Regions from separate parts of the Mus musculus genome. Here region 1 is linked to region 2. The links are chromatin contacts, called in public Micro-C maps. All regions are on one chromosome and are shown on one strand. Each heading gives the region's core, a stretch centred on a gene start, on an enhancer-like site or on the middle of the called end of the contact. The rest is flanking DNA. Distances are from core to core; before and after follow the strand shown.

What was found. Hi-C and Micro-C count contacts between places; a contact is called where the count stands out from the background.
Region 1: a Micro-C map of muscle stem cells shows a contact between it and region 2, with 4 times the contacts expected there. The contact joins the promoter of Prpf3 here to the promoter of Adamtsl4 in region 2. A contact is called at or near these places in 16 of 39 promoter capture datasets (the 3T3-L1 cell line, the C10 cell line, HPC-7-derived erythroid cells and 11 more), 2 of 484 Hi-C or Micro-C datasets (embryonic stem cells and muscle stem cells), 4 of 115 datasets of contacts at active chromatin or transcription factors (the HPC-7 cell line, bone marrow-derived macrophages, embryonic stem cells and 1 more) and 3 of 9 other capture datasets (adipose tissue, liver and pancreatic islet).

The regions. Positions count from the first base shown.
Region 1 is chr3:95,852,265-95,859,138 of GRCm38.p6, forward strand. Prpf3 (pre-mRNA processing factor 3) reads right to left here and starts at 3,621. Exons shown (of 16, transcript NM_001316751.2): 1 at 3,485-3,621; 2 at 1,180-1,373. The coding sequence starts at 1,324.
Region 2 is chr3:95,685,752-95,692,813 of GRCm38.p6, forward strand. It overlaps Adamtsl4 (ADAMTS-like 4), which reads right to left and starts at 2,166. Exons shown (of 18, transcript NM_144899.3): 1 at 2,070-2,166.

The DNA of each region.
Region 1 (6,874 bases), core at 2,371-4,870, 170 kb after region 2:
TTTTCTTTGCAGAATTCCCAGTTTCTGATATACTTAATTCCCAGTTTCTGGTATACTTAATGACCCTGCTGTATGAGGTAAAGATTCTTTTCTTTTTCTTTTTTTGGAGCAGAAAGTAGTACAGCCATTTTTGATGCTTAAGTTGAACATCACAGTTTAAAATGAGGGTTGGGTAAGTAGCGCTGTCGAAAATACTTTGCTAGGCAGGTAGAAGGGCCTGGGTGCAACCCCCAGCACCCTAAAACCAGTTTAAGATAAAATATCACCTTAATTCATAACAACAACAAATTATGGAAGACCTCCCATAACAAAACCTACCTCCCTGTACCTTTCACTTATCTTATACTTTCATATTTGAGATGTCAATCAGAAGCAATCTTTGATTGTAGTATATTTCCTAAGCAAATTTGACTTAGGTGATTTGGTATGGTAACCAAAGATTGTAATTTACAATGTACCACAAATAATAAGAGAAAAATTGGTTTTTTTTAAGTTCTTCCCATTGTAACAGGAGAAAATGGGAGAGAGGTGTGGCTCAGTTGGTAGAGTGCTTGCCTACGTCCTGGTTTCCTCAGTCTCCAACACTGCATACATCAGGTGTGGTGCATGCTTGTGATCACAGAATTCAGGATGTAGGGCAGCGGTTCTCAACCTTCCTGATGACTCCACCCTTTAACACAGTTCTCGTGTTGTGGCCACCCCAACCATAAAATTATTTTGATGTTATTTCCTAACTGTAATTTTGCTACCAATATGAATCGTACTATAAATACCCGATATACATGATATCTGATATTTGACTCCTGTGGCGTCACTACCCACAGCTGGAGAGCTGCTGATGTAGAGGAAATAGACTCATAAGTCTTAGGCCATCCTCAGCTAGTGAGCTGGAAGCCAGACTGGGCTCCATGAGACCCTGTCTTTTAAATAAAAAAGGGGGAGGAGGGAGTGGTGCACACTGTTAACCCCTGCACTCAGGAGGCAGAGGATGGTGGATCTCTAAGGAGTTCCAAGTCAGACACAACTACACAGGAGACCTTGTCTCAAAACAAGCAAATAACAAAAGGAGAAGGGGGCTAGCACCACCTTTCCTTTAATGCTCCTAACAGGGACAACCTGGGGAAGTTCAAATCAGTGTTTGGAATCACTATACGTCAGAAGAGTGAGAGAGGTACACACCAGCCGCCTTCTTTTTGTCCATGCCCTTCCCCACACAGTTCAAGGCTGCAGTGACCACTGTGGGCTCTGAGAAGCCCAGCACTCTCTTCACCGTCTTCTCTATCCATGGCTTCAGCTCATCCAGCTCCCGCTTAGACAGCGCCATTTCGGAGAAAATGGAGAATGAGAGCTCCAATGGGACAAAAAAACTACACCTAAAAGAAACCAAGCAAGAGTCAGAGAAAAGGAAAACAAAACAATCAAGATAATAGCATAATAAGAGTGCTTTTCCCCATTCCTATTTTCAACCCCAAGCACATCTCTCCACTTCATATGAAGGGAAATACATTCCCTAAAACCAAGCTTCAAAACAGAAGGAAGGGGTCCATTAGTTTTTGTTTTTGTTTTTTTTTTTTTTTGAGATACGGTCTTACAATGTAGCTCATACAGAACTCAACACTTGGCAACTCTCCTGTCTCCACTTGCCCAGTGAGAAATTCTAGGAGCATACAACCATGCCCCACTCATTTGATATTTTAATTCTAACTCAGCATCAGTCATCATTGCTATCTAAAGAATGAACAAACTAGGAATAACGTAATCTGAGGAATGGGTTCTAACTCTGACCCTGTCACACAAAAGACTGGCAAACAGAACATCTGAAGAGTCAATCTAGAAGTCAACTTCTGCTCTGGAAGCCATTCTCTAACCTAACTTTGACCTAAAACTTGTCTAACGGATTCAAAGAAGAGGGTTTATTCAAGTCAGTCCTCCTGTGTTAAATCTCATAATCCTTAAGAATGCTGTCACCTTTCTCTGTAGTTTTATTCATGCTGGTAAGTATTCTATACACCAACATGATTTTTTTATTACTTAACACAGTTGGAGAAAAATTTCAACACTATTCATGCTTACATTTGGGTAATCTTAAATCTCAACATCTTCACCAGCATAAAGATAACTTAATTTCTGATTTTCTTCCTAATGGCTGCATGTCAATCTATTGACTGCACCGACCTCAACTTCCCATAAGACCTCCTCTTAGCACTGCCATGCATCTTAGTATGATCTGGGAATTACTCTTTCAAGATGTTTAAAGACATCTAAAAAATGCAACCTCAGAATGATCATACAAGCCTGTGATCCCAGCACAAGGGGAATCAGGAGTTCAAGTCCAGCCTTGGCTACAGAGTTCAACATCACCGGTGGCTACATGAGACCTTGTCATAAAAAAAAAAAAAAAAAAAAAAAGATGCAGTCTAATTAGCTCCTACATTCTTGACAGATTTCTCTCTCATAAGATCTGTCAATACACAGTATTTAATACATCTGAATGAATCTGGAAGGCTGTTTCTCAGTGACAACTTTTATGAATAATCCTGGGATAGCTTTTTTGGGCCATCATGAGATAGCAGTATACTGCCTATCAAAAAGAAAGCAACCACAGGCACTAAAAGTGGAGAAGAAAGCCCATTTAAGATAGAATATAGTAAGCACCACCATTCATAAGCCCTTAGGAAAGCAAGTTAATTCCCGAGAGCCTCAGTATACTTATCTTAGAAAATGAGACATCTGGTATAACACTCCATTCAATAAATACTTAAGTTACTATTTCTTGTCAAGCAGAATACTTACTGCATGTAAGGACACACACAGCAGTGAACAAAACAGCCAAGAATCCTCATGTTAATGGGACTTACAACCCACTACAATTGAATAATAGGCTAGAAAGTTTAAGCAATTTTCAAAATCCAGAGTAATAGGTGAAGCATATTAAGCATATTGGATGTAAGCTCAAGAAATATACTAACAAATGGATGTCTTCAAATTCGACCCGAATGTGCAAACGAAACAGTCAATGGATAAGAAAGTTTCAGTCAGTAGAGTTGTCACTAACCAGATGTTCAACTCTAATAGCGAGGGGGCGTCAGCGTCGGTGGGGGGCTGGGGGGTGGAGGGGAAGGGGAAGGGGAAGGGGAGGGAGGCAGAACGCTGTCTTCTGAATGAGCAGGTAGCAGAATCTCATCTTCCGAAGGGATTCCTTACTTTTCTACGCTACAAGCCCCTGGAACCCCATGCTCCGGTCTTTGCTATCTTCCCACCTGGCCCCGGCCCCACCGAGTCCGCGCTAACTCCTCACCTCAGGGCAGGTTTGCCCACCCTGCTGCTTCCCGCCCCCGCCCTTTGCCTTCAGCCAGCCCATTCTGACTTCTTCCCCGGACAGAACCAGGGAGTCCTCCCAGCCTGCTTCCCGCCGAGCACTCCCGCCCTGTCCAGCCGCTCGCACCGAAGGCTACAGCCTTTCGGGCGCGGGGCCACTACTCACCTCACAAACTTCAGCCCCTGAGACGGAGCCCGAACGTTACACCGGAACCGGAAACCTTCCGGTTGCCCTACGGCCCGCCGTCGCTACCGCCACACACCGCCACGCTGCGGTCCCTACGGCACGTGACTACGGAAGGCGGGGCCTCAGCTGCGCAGCCGCGGTATCAAGGTGCCGGCCGCGGGGCGCACGCGCCGCGGGATCCTAAAGCCTAGTCCGCGGGTTGTCCCGGAGCGATGCCAACGTTAGTTCGGGCATTATTTCCCGGAGCAGAAATCGGTTGGCATCACATTCCCTCGGGTCCAAAGAGTTAGTGCGCTAAGATTATCACTTAGAACTAAAAGCAAGGACGTCCACATTCGTACTCAAAGTGTCCTTTCTAGTTTAAAAAAAAAAAAATTGTGATCTCTAGCATTAGCTGCCCTCCCTTAACTTTGCCTCCCTAATTTAAAATCGATACCAGAGACCAGGCAACAAAAAAGAACAGATTCAGAGCTATCCCCTGGCTTCCCATTCGCCAATGAAACACCAAAACCTGCCTCACTTCCTAACCTCTAGGGATAACAGTATTCCAATTGCTAGCTCAGCCTCAGAAACCAGACTACTTTCTCGCTTGTCGCTTTCTGCCTTGCATGGCTCTTTACTAAGAAAACTACAAGATTTGCACTCCACTCTACTTCGGGTTTGTGCTCAAATTAGCCTTAGAGAAGCCTTTCTGGCCGCCCTATTTAATTTTGATACTTGACGCTCTAGAGTCCCACTTTTTTTTTCTTTTTTCTTTTTTTTTTCCTTATTGTACTTGTAGTATCATCTACCGTATTCATAAAAGTTAACTTAGGCTTTGTACTAGTCAGGGTTCTCTAGAGTCATAGAACTTATGGGTAGTCTCTGTATAGTAAGGGGATTTGTTGATGACTTACAGTCTGTAGTCCAAGTCCCAACAATGGGCAGCAGCAGCTATGAAAGGAAGTTCAAGGATCTAGCAGTTGCTCAGTCCCACAAGACAAGCAGGTGGAGAAGAGAGAGAGAATCTTCCTTCTTCCAATGTCCTTATGTAGGTCTCCAGCAGAAGGTGTGGCCCAGATGAAAGGTGTGTGCCACCAAGCCTTCAACTCAAAGATCCCCCAGTCTTAATTTTCTGGAATTTATAGCCACTATGCCTCAAGATCTCCGTGCCAAGATCCAGGTCAGAAATTGTATATCTCAGCCTCCAGATTAGGATCACAGGTGAGCCTTCCAATTCTGAATTGTAGTTCATTCCAAATATAGTCAAGTAGATAACCAGGAATAGCCACCACACGCTTAGTGCTTATACTTACAGTAACACTCATACAATTAAGTACTTAATAAATACTTGTCTACCATGGCAAGTTCCCCACTACACATCCCCCAAATAAAATGTAAAACTTTTTTTTTTTTTTTTTTTTTTTTTTTAAGGAATGGCAGTTCCTCTGGGAAAGGTGGGGGTAGTGGATAGAGGTTAGATAAGGGACATCAAATGCAGTTAGGTAAGAGAAAGTACTTCTGGGACTGGAGAGATGGCTCAGTGGTTAAGAGCACTGACTGCTCTTCCAGAGGTCCTGAGTTCAATTCCCAGCAACCACATAGTGGCTCTGTAATGGGATCTGATGCCCTCTTTTGGTGTGTCTGAAGACAGCTACAGTGTGCTCGTATAAATAAAATAAGTTTATCTTTAAAAAAAAAAAAAAGCCGGGCAGTGGTGAGAAACCCTGTCTCGAAAAACCAAAAAAAAAAAAAAAAAGAGAGAGAGAGAGAAAGTACTTCTGGTAGTCTATAGCATGTGCCACTATGCCCAACTTTAACTCATTTTTATGCTCATGAATATCCAATTTCCTGATACTATTATTTGCTTTGTTTGAGGCAGAGTCTCACGTAGCCCAGGCTGGCCTCAAACTCACTATGCAGATGATCTTGAACTCCTGATATTCTCACTTCCATCTCTTAAATTCTGAGATTACAGGCCTGAACCACCAAACCAAGCTCTCAGGCTGTCCTTTCCCTGTTTGAATAGTTTTGGCAGTTTTGGCAAAACTCAGATGAAGGCCTGCTCTGTAGGTAGAGGTGTTTTACAACGGCACCAGTTTGCTTCCAGGATCCCCTAAGGCAGCAGGAGAAAATTGACTCCTTGGAGTTGTTTTCAGGATTCCACAGGCACATAAACACAGAAGACCAGAACTTGGGATTCAGCTCAGTAGTATAGTACTTGTCTAGCATGCTTCAGACCCTGGGTCTGATGTCAGCACTGCAATAACATCAACTATCTGACATATATGAGTTTACTTTGTACTCTTCTATCCATCCACATCTGCCCCTATCAAAACATCTATATTTCCTTTATTCCTCTCGTAACCCCTTTGAAGAAGAGACTTCTATTTCCCCCTCCCTTCTCCTGTTGGAGATGATGTTTTCTTCAGATTGTCTCTGAATTCCTGGGCTTAGGTAATCTTCATTCTTTAGCATGAGCAGTTAGGACTAAATGTGTGTGTGTGGTGTGTGTGTGTGTGTGTGTGTGTGTGTGTGTGTGTGTGTGTGTGCTCTCTCGAGTGTGCATGCATGCCACCGTGAATACTTAGGACTAAGCTTGGGTGTCACTGTGCCTCGCTCTTTTTGTCATTTCCTCATGATGGAAACAATTCAGAAAAAAAAAATATGGAGGAATCACAGGCAGTGGAAGGCTAACACTATTTTAAATTCACTTGGTTAAATACTGAAAATAAAACTGGCTCCTTGTGCTGGAGAGGTGGCTTAGTGGGTAAGAGCACTGACTGCTCTTCTGAAGGTCCTGAGTTCAAATCCCAGCAACCACATGGTGGCTCACAACCATCCATAATGAGATCTGATGCCCTCTTCTGGTGTGTCTGAAGACAGCTACAGTGTACTTACATATAATGAATAAATCTTTAAGCTTTTACTGCCAGCACTGGCAAATAGAGGATCTCTGTGAGACCCTGTTTCAACTGCAAAACTGGAATACATTAATGAGAACATACTTATGGGGCAGGGAATCCATTTTATTCTTGAGAACTTTCCAGTATGATTATCAAGGACCTCTTTTGTCAGGAGATTCTTGTGAAAACTGAGATTGGAAAATCACCAAGAACATGTATTTGTCTAAAAATGGTACTGAGACAGCAGCCTCAAATTCTGAGTTCTCGAGCTATAGCCTAGCACAGACCTCTCCCACTTTATTCACACGCAGATCTAGGTGAACAAGCTGACAGCTGTTGAGCCAAAAATGTGATCCCAAAGAACAAGCAGCTTTCTTGGGTTGTGCTGGATAAAAAAAAAAAAAAAAAAAAAAAAAAAAGTGGAAATAGTCTGTAGAAAACCCAACCCACCATGACCAGTGTTCTAAAATGCAGTTACTCTATC
Region 2 (7,062 bases), core at 916-3,415:
TTTAGTCTCCTCCCTATGGCCCAAGATGGACTTAGCTCCTTTGGAGGCTGATGTGGGTGGGGGTAGGGGTTGTGCATAGGCAGCTTGGGCCAGAGCTTCTTTCTCCTAGAGCTCTAGGGCCTAGAGGAGGCAGGCTATGCCAGTCACCCATGAGGGGCCAGCCAGAGGCCTCCGGGCACCAGGGGTGGGGTCACAAGCCTTAATTCCACAGTTGGGATGGAGTTCAAGGGGTTCAGCTTGGGTGATATGGGACCTCTATCACAAAACAAACAAACAAACAACAAAAAAAGGAAAACCAACCTCCTCCCGCTCACAGAACCCAAGAGCATTTGTTTCTTTTCCTTTTAACTAAGCTCCTTACGGAGGACAAGGCTCATACAGGCTGCCCCGGGCATTTTTTTTTGTCCAAGGGATAAACTAAGTGGGTTAATGGCTTCATCTCCTGAGAAGAGGCAGTGACTTATCCTCCCCATGAGTGCCAGCATCCACAAGGCACTGGCTCAGGGTGACTTAGCTCATGTACAACTAGTTTTCTGCTTTTTTTTTTTTCCTTACAATGCTCAGCCAAACTGGGACACCTAAGAAGGAGAGATGTAGCCATAGCAGCCCATGCTTGCCAGGTTCTCCCTCCCGTATCCCTGGAAAGTCCACCCTTAAGTCTAGCTGTAAACACTGGGTAGCAGGGGTCTTCATACCTGTCCTCAAATCTTGTCTCTCCCTACCCCCATCCTCCATTCCCTGCCTTCTCTTTGAGGCCCCGCCTACCCACATCCTCATCCCATCTAAGTTCTGCTTTCCAGGAAAAACACTGTTTCTGCTGCCTTTGAATGGCACCATGAGAAGAATCCAAGGATCGCTGGCCAAAGTAGGCCAGATCAGGGCATGCAAAGGACAGAGAGGGGGGCAAAGCTAGGTCCTGCTCCCCCTCCCTGGGACCCCAGGGCTTGGGAATTTGAGGAGGAGACCAAATGGGCTGAGCTGAGTTCTTGGAGCTAGGGAGGAGGTAAAAGGCACCACGTCCTTCTTCAGTTGAGCCAGCCACTGAATCTACGACTTCCCTGATGGACGAGTGGCCCTGTTCAACCCACTCATCAGCCCTCTGCCTGCCCAGTGAGGCTGGAAGGATGGGGGGTGTGTGTGATGGACACAACCTGTCTGATGCTGGTCCCCTCTCCACCTCCCTCTGCGCCTCTCTGCTCCTCCAGTCTGTCCCTGATGCCTCTCCGTGGTCTACCCAGTACACATAATCCTGTCCTGAGCTGGTTTTGGCAGCTCTCTGGAGAAGTGAGGGGTGGGGGGTGACGAGAACTCCTGGGGCTAGGGCCAGGCCTGGCTCCCTCTCTGGAAAAGTCCACCCCACCCTCCCCTGCATAGGGGAGCAGGAGCCGACACCCCCCCCCCCCCCCGCACAAATGTATGTTTGTCCTTTCTCCACGCCCAGGGTGAGGAAAATGAGGTTGGAAGTGGGCATCCTGAAGTCACGGTGGACCCTGGCTGAGCACAAACCTATGCTGCTCCTGGTCACACCCCCTTGTGGGCCAGTGACACCAAGGAAAGTGACTTGCAGGGTGCTAACCCCTTCACCCCAGGCTCACTTCAGGCAAATGAGCCAATGCAGAGTGGACGGGTGGAGGGAGGGTTAGTAAGGGCTGGGCTAGCAGAGGAGAGATGCTGTCCTGTCAGAATGCCAGGGTTTTCACGGCATCCCCCCCCCCCCAAACATCCCAACAGGTGTCTTTTCCCTCAACCTCTCACAACAGATTGAGTTGTGCAAAGAGCACTCACCCGCATCCCTCCCGGACACCCTATCCCTGCGTTCCCAGAGTACAGGCGTCTGGTCGCATCTTCCCGAAGCCCCTCAGGGAAGAGCCGGCTGTGCCGGCGTGCAGGGAGGTCCTGGGTATGTTTTCCAACTTCACTATGTGACTTAATAGGAATCTTGGCACAAGCCCTCGCCCGGGTGATGGGACTCGGAGTCCCAGGGACCAGACCCCCTCCCCAGGAATTCGCCTTAGGGTCCGCTGTTCTGAGACAGTCAGAGCCCAGGCGGGGGGTCGGGGAGGTTCTACCTTCTCTGCGCCCGCTCTCTCCAGCTGCCTCTGGTAGTGGCCACCGCGGCCCGGAGCCCCAGGACAGCGCCGCCCGCGGCAGGCTCCGCCCCACGCCACCCGTGCCCCGCCCGCCACGCGCCGGACTCAACCACCCACCCCGGGTGCCCCGTACAGCTAAAGAGCTTGCAGCCACGCTGTGGACACGGTTCCCGCGCCCGCCCCGGGGCTCGAGACCCCACCAACTCTGGCAGGCTCCTTTTGGTTGGAGCCTGTCCTCGAAGAACCTGGGCTAGCCCCGAACCAGCAAGGGGATTTGCAAACTAGACCCATGTAGCCCTGAGCAAACTCAGATCTGCTCAAGCCAAGGCCCTCTCCTCCATGCAGCCAATGCCATCGCCTCCGCTTTTCCCATACTGGGCAGTGAACCATGTGGCTCTGATGGCCAGGGACCTCTCTGAGCCTCGGTTTCTTCATCCATAAAATTTTACACCCTGGAGCTTAGCGGGAGGAATGCACGCTGAATTATGAGTCAGACAATTTGGATTTGAATTTCAGCTTGAGCACTTGCCAGCTCTGTGGTCTTTCATGAGCACTTCAACTTCAATGCGGCAGTGTCCTCTGTAGAATGGGAGAATTTGATGTGTATATTAGGCTTGGAAATGTTTATCCATCTCCATGTGGAAGAATGACTGAGGAGGGGTGGGGAAGGGATGAAAACAGCTTTCAGTTTTTATGCTTTTTATTCTATTCATATGTCTTTTAATGGATTGTTGGTTTGTTGTTTGTCTTTGAGGCAGGGTCTCGGTAGCCCTGTCTGGCTTGAACTGTGTAGACCAGGCCAGCCTTCAACTCATGGAGATCCACCTGCTATTGCTTACTGCAGTGTTGGGATTAAAGGCCTGCCTATGCCTTGCCTGTCCAACCTCGTAACTTCTTTGAAAAACAAAAACGTATAGGTTGTTCGATACTAGACTGGTCTTCAGGGTGAATTCCAGCTGAGGCTGGGCGGGGGGTGGGGGTGGGGGAGAATATATAGGGAATGGTAGTGCATGTTTAGCACTTGGGAGGCTGAGGCAAGAGAGGGGAACCACTGGTTCAAGACCAGCCTGGGAAATCCAGCAAGTTCTAGGGCAAGCTGGGCTACAGAGTGAGACCACCCTAGTTTCAACAATGAAATACCAGAGCAAGGTTAGAGAGATGGCTCAGCCATTGAAGGCCAGGCTCACCACCAATGTCAAGACACTCAAATACAGAAGTTGTAGCAACATATTGTCTTGCAACCCATAAAACAACAGAGGGCCCTGGTGCCCCCGGCTAATGTTTCCTAGTTTCTTGGCTATATGTTACACTTTGTGCTGAGGGCACAGAAGCTAGTTTAAGTCCTTAAGTCTCCAAGTCTAGTTTGAACAGATCCTGCCAGTGAGAAATGATCACTTTGGAGCTGACATGTTAACTGTGGAAGCAGGGTCTATCCCAAGGCAGTGGGTGTGTATATAAAACAGCCCTATGTCTGGGGGTGTAATAATGCGCTGAAGCAGAGCTTTGCATGCAGGATGCTCTGGGTTCTGTCCCCAGCCGTTCCCAGCACTGATCAAGGCAGAAAGATATTATTTGTTATTTAGACAAGGTCCTGCCACGGTAGGGCCGATTGACAGGAAACTTGCTATGGAGCCAAGCTGACCCCAAATTTGAACTTCTCTTGCTTAGCCTGAGTCTGGGATACAGTATTGGGATGATCCAGATTTTAACTTTATTTGAAATTTAACATGCACTTTTTTTTTTTGGTTTCTCAGCAAATCCTCCCACTCTCTTAGGACAAGCACCTCCACAAGGGGTCTCTCCTTAACCTTCCTCAGTTCCTGTGTCTGGTCCTGAAGAGCCTGGGAAAGCAATGGGTTAACACCCCTCTCTGGAAGTGTGGCGTCCCTAAGGACGGCTGTGGACACACAGTCCCAACCCGTGGTGTATTTATAGATAGAGCTGTCTTCTCAGGGAAAGCCCCTTCACTCAGGCCGGGCACAAGGGCGAATGTTCAAAGGCAGTCCGCCTGCCTCGGGGAGGGAAGAGGTTTTTAAGCCAGGCAGCTTTCAGTGCTGACCCCAGTTATCAGCAGCCCCTTACCTATAAGGACACTGGCTTCAGGACAGACGGGTTCTACCTCCTTGAGGAGGGAAGGGGGGGGAGGGGGAGGATGGGAGGAGGGAGTGGGAGGAGGGAGGGGGAAGATGGAAGGAGGGAGGGGGAGGATAAGAGGAGGGAGGGGGAGGATGGGAGGAGGGAAGGGCTGCCTTTGACATTTCTGACTGCTGAGAGCTGAATACTTCTGTCCATTAAAAAATGGCTGTGTACCAAAGAGCTACACAGCTGTCAACCCCCCTGGACTTGGTGGTCCAGGGAACTTTGTGATGACGCAGCAACTTGGGAAGAGTAAGTTTAAATTTGTGGATCCTGTCTCATGCATAAAAAAGGCTTTTGTTTTGTTTTGTTTTGCTTTTTTATAGAAAGATTATATGAAACCTGGGCCTAGTGCTTCATACCTGCTATCCCAGTATTTGGGAGCCTGAGGCAAGAGGATTGTTCTAAGGCCAGCCTAGGCTACAGAGTGAGTTCCAGACCAACCTAGGTTAGAGTGAGACTCTATCTTTAAAGAAGAAGCTAAGAAGTAGCTTCATGAAGATTATTCAAGAAATAGATGATGTCCACTCAAAAGCGTCTCTAGGGAAGGAGCAAATTGAAGACAAAGGGTGCTGACCGATCTGGGTGTGGTGCTGCATACCTGTAATCCCAGCAGGTATTGGAGGCAGGGAGATCAGACTATATAATCTGGCCAGCCAGCCAGCCAGCCAAGACTATTTTATTCCATAAGGCCCAAACAGACAACAAAACCCTACTGATCAGACTCTGCTCAAAACAGGATGTCCCACTTTACTAGCTAGCTTTCAGAAGGTGCAGTGTAGGCTGGGCACTGCCACACTTCCTGCCTTGATAATGGACTGAACCTCTAGCCAGCCTAGTTAAATATTGTCCTTTATAAGAGTTGCCTTGGGGGGCTGGTGAGATGGCTCAGTGGGTAAGAGCACCCGACTGCTCTTCTGAAGGTCTGGAGTTCAAATCCCAGCAACCACATGGTGGCTCACAACCATCTGTAACAAGATCTGACGCCCTCGTCTGGATTGTCTGAAGTCAGCTACAGTGTACTTACATATAATAAATAAATAAATCTTTAAAAAAAAAAAAAAAGAGTTGCCTTGGAGCCAGGCATGGTGGCGCATGCCTTTAATTCTAGCACTCAGGAGGCAGAGGCAGGCAGATTTCTGAAAAAAAAAAAAAAAAAAAAAAAAAAAAAAAAAGAGTTGCCTTGGTCATGGTGTCTCATCACAGCAGTGGATACCCTAACTCAGAAAGAAGTTGTTACCAGGAGTGGGGAACCTTGTGAGTGCTCAGCATGGCTACGTATACAAGATCAAGCCATCCAAAATTCTGCTAAAGATGGTGTGTGTGTGTGTGTGTGTGTGTGTGTGTGTGACATTTAATTCCAGAACCCTGGAGGCAGAAGCAGGAAGATCTGAGTTAAAGGTTAGCCTGATCTACAGATGGAGATCCAAGACAGCACTACAGAAAGAAACCCTGTCTTGAAGAAAAATTAGAAAGAAAGAGAGAGAAAGAGCGAGCGAGCGAGCAAGCTGGGCTGGAGAGATGGCTCAGTGGTTAAGAGCACTGACTGCTCTTCCAGAGGACTTATGTTCAATTGCTAGCACCTACAGTAGGCACCTTCAATCCCATTTATAACTTTAAGAAATCCAACATCCTCTTCTGGATTCTGTGAGGACCTGTACTCACATGTGAACAAACCCACATTCACACACAGACCCACACATATACTCATAAGTAAAAAGAAAATACACAAAAAACAAACAAAACACCTGAGGGCCATTCAGTGGTGGCACACAACTTTAATCCCAGCACTCAGGAGGCAGAGACAGGCAGATCTCTTAAGTTTGAGGCCAGTCTGGTCTACAGAGTGAGGTTTTTTTTTTGTTTGTTTGTTTTTTTGTATCATTCTGTATCTGGGTAATTTTCTTTTTTCTTTTCTTTTCTTTTTTTTTTTTTAATTAGGTATTTATTTCCTTTACATTTCCAATGCTATCCCAAAAGTCCCCTACCTGCTCCCCCACCCACTCCCCCACCCACCCACTCCCACTTCTTGGCCCTGGCGTTCCCCTGTAATGAGGCAGATAAAGTTTGCACAACCAATGGGCCTCTCTTTCCACTGATGGCCGACTAGGCCATCTTCTGATACATATGCAGCTAGAGACAAGAGCTCCAGGGTACTGGGTAGTTCATATTGTTGTTCCACCTATAGGGTTGCAGATCCCTTTAGCTCCTTGGTTACTTTCTCTAGCTCAGAGTGAGTTCTAGGACAGCAAACTAAACAGTGAAACCCTCTGTCAAATAAAAACAAAAAATGAAACAAAATAAAATAAAGCAAAACAAACAACAACAAACCTCCCAGAGCATACTGGTTTTCTAATAAGGAGTTTCAGAGAAGGCTTAGCAGTTGAGAGCACTGTCTACTCTTGCTGAGGAACCAGGCTCAGTCCCACCTGGTGGGTTATGACAGCCTGTGACTCCAGTTCTAGGTGATCCAACACCCTCTTCTGGCCTCCCTGGACATGAGCACCGGGCATACATGGTGAACTTACATATATACAGGCAAACACTCATTTTTTAAATATTTATTTATTTTATGTATGTGTGTACATTGTAGCTGTCTTCAGACACACCAGAAGAAGGCATCGGATCCCATTACAGATGGATGTAAGCCACCATGTAGTTGCTGGGAATTGAACTCAAGACCTTTCAGACGAGCAGTCAGTGCTCTTAACTGCTGAGCCATCTTCCCTAAAAATATCTTAATGATAACAACGCCATGCCCTCTGGATTTAACTCAGTGGCCAAGCTGAGTGATAGGGCTTAGCACATACCCATCAAAGCGCCGGGTTTGACCTCT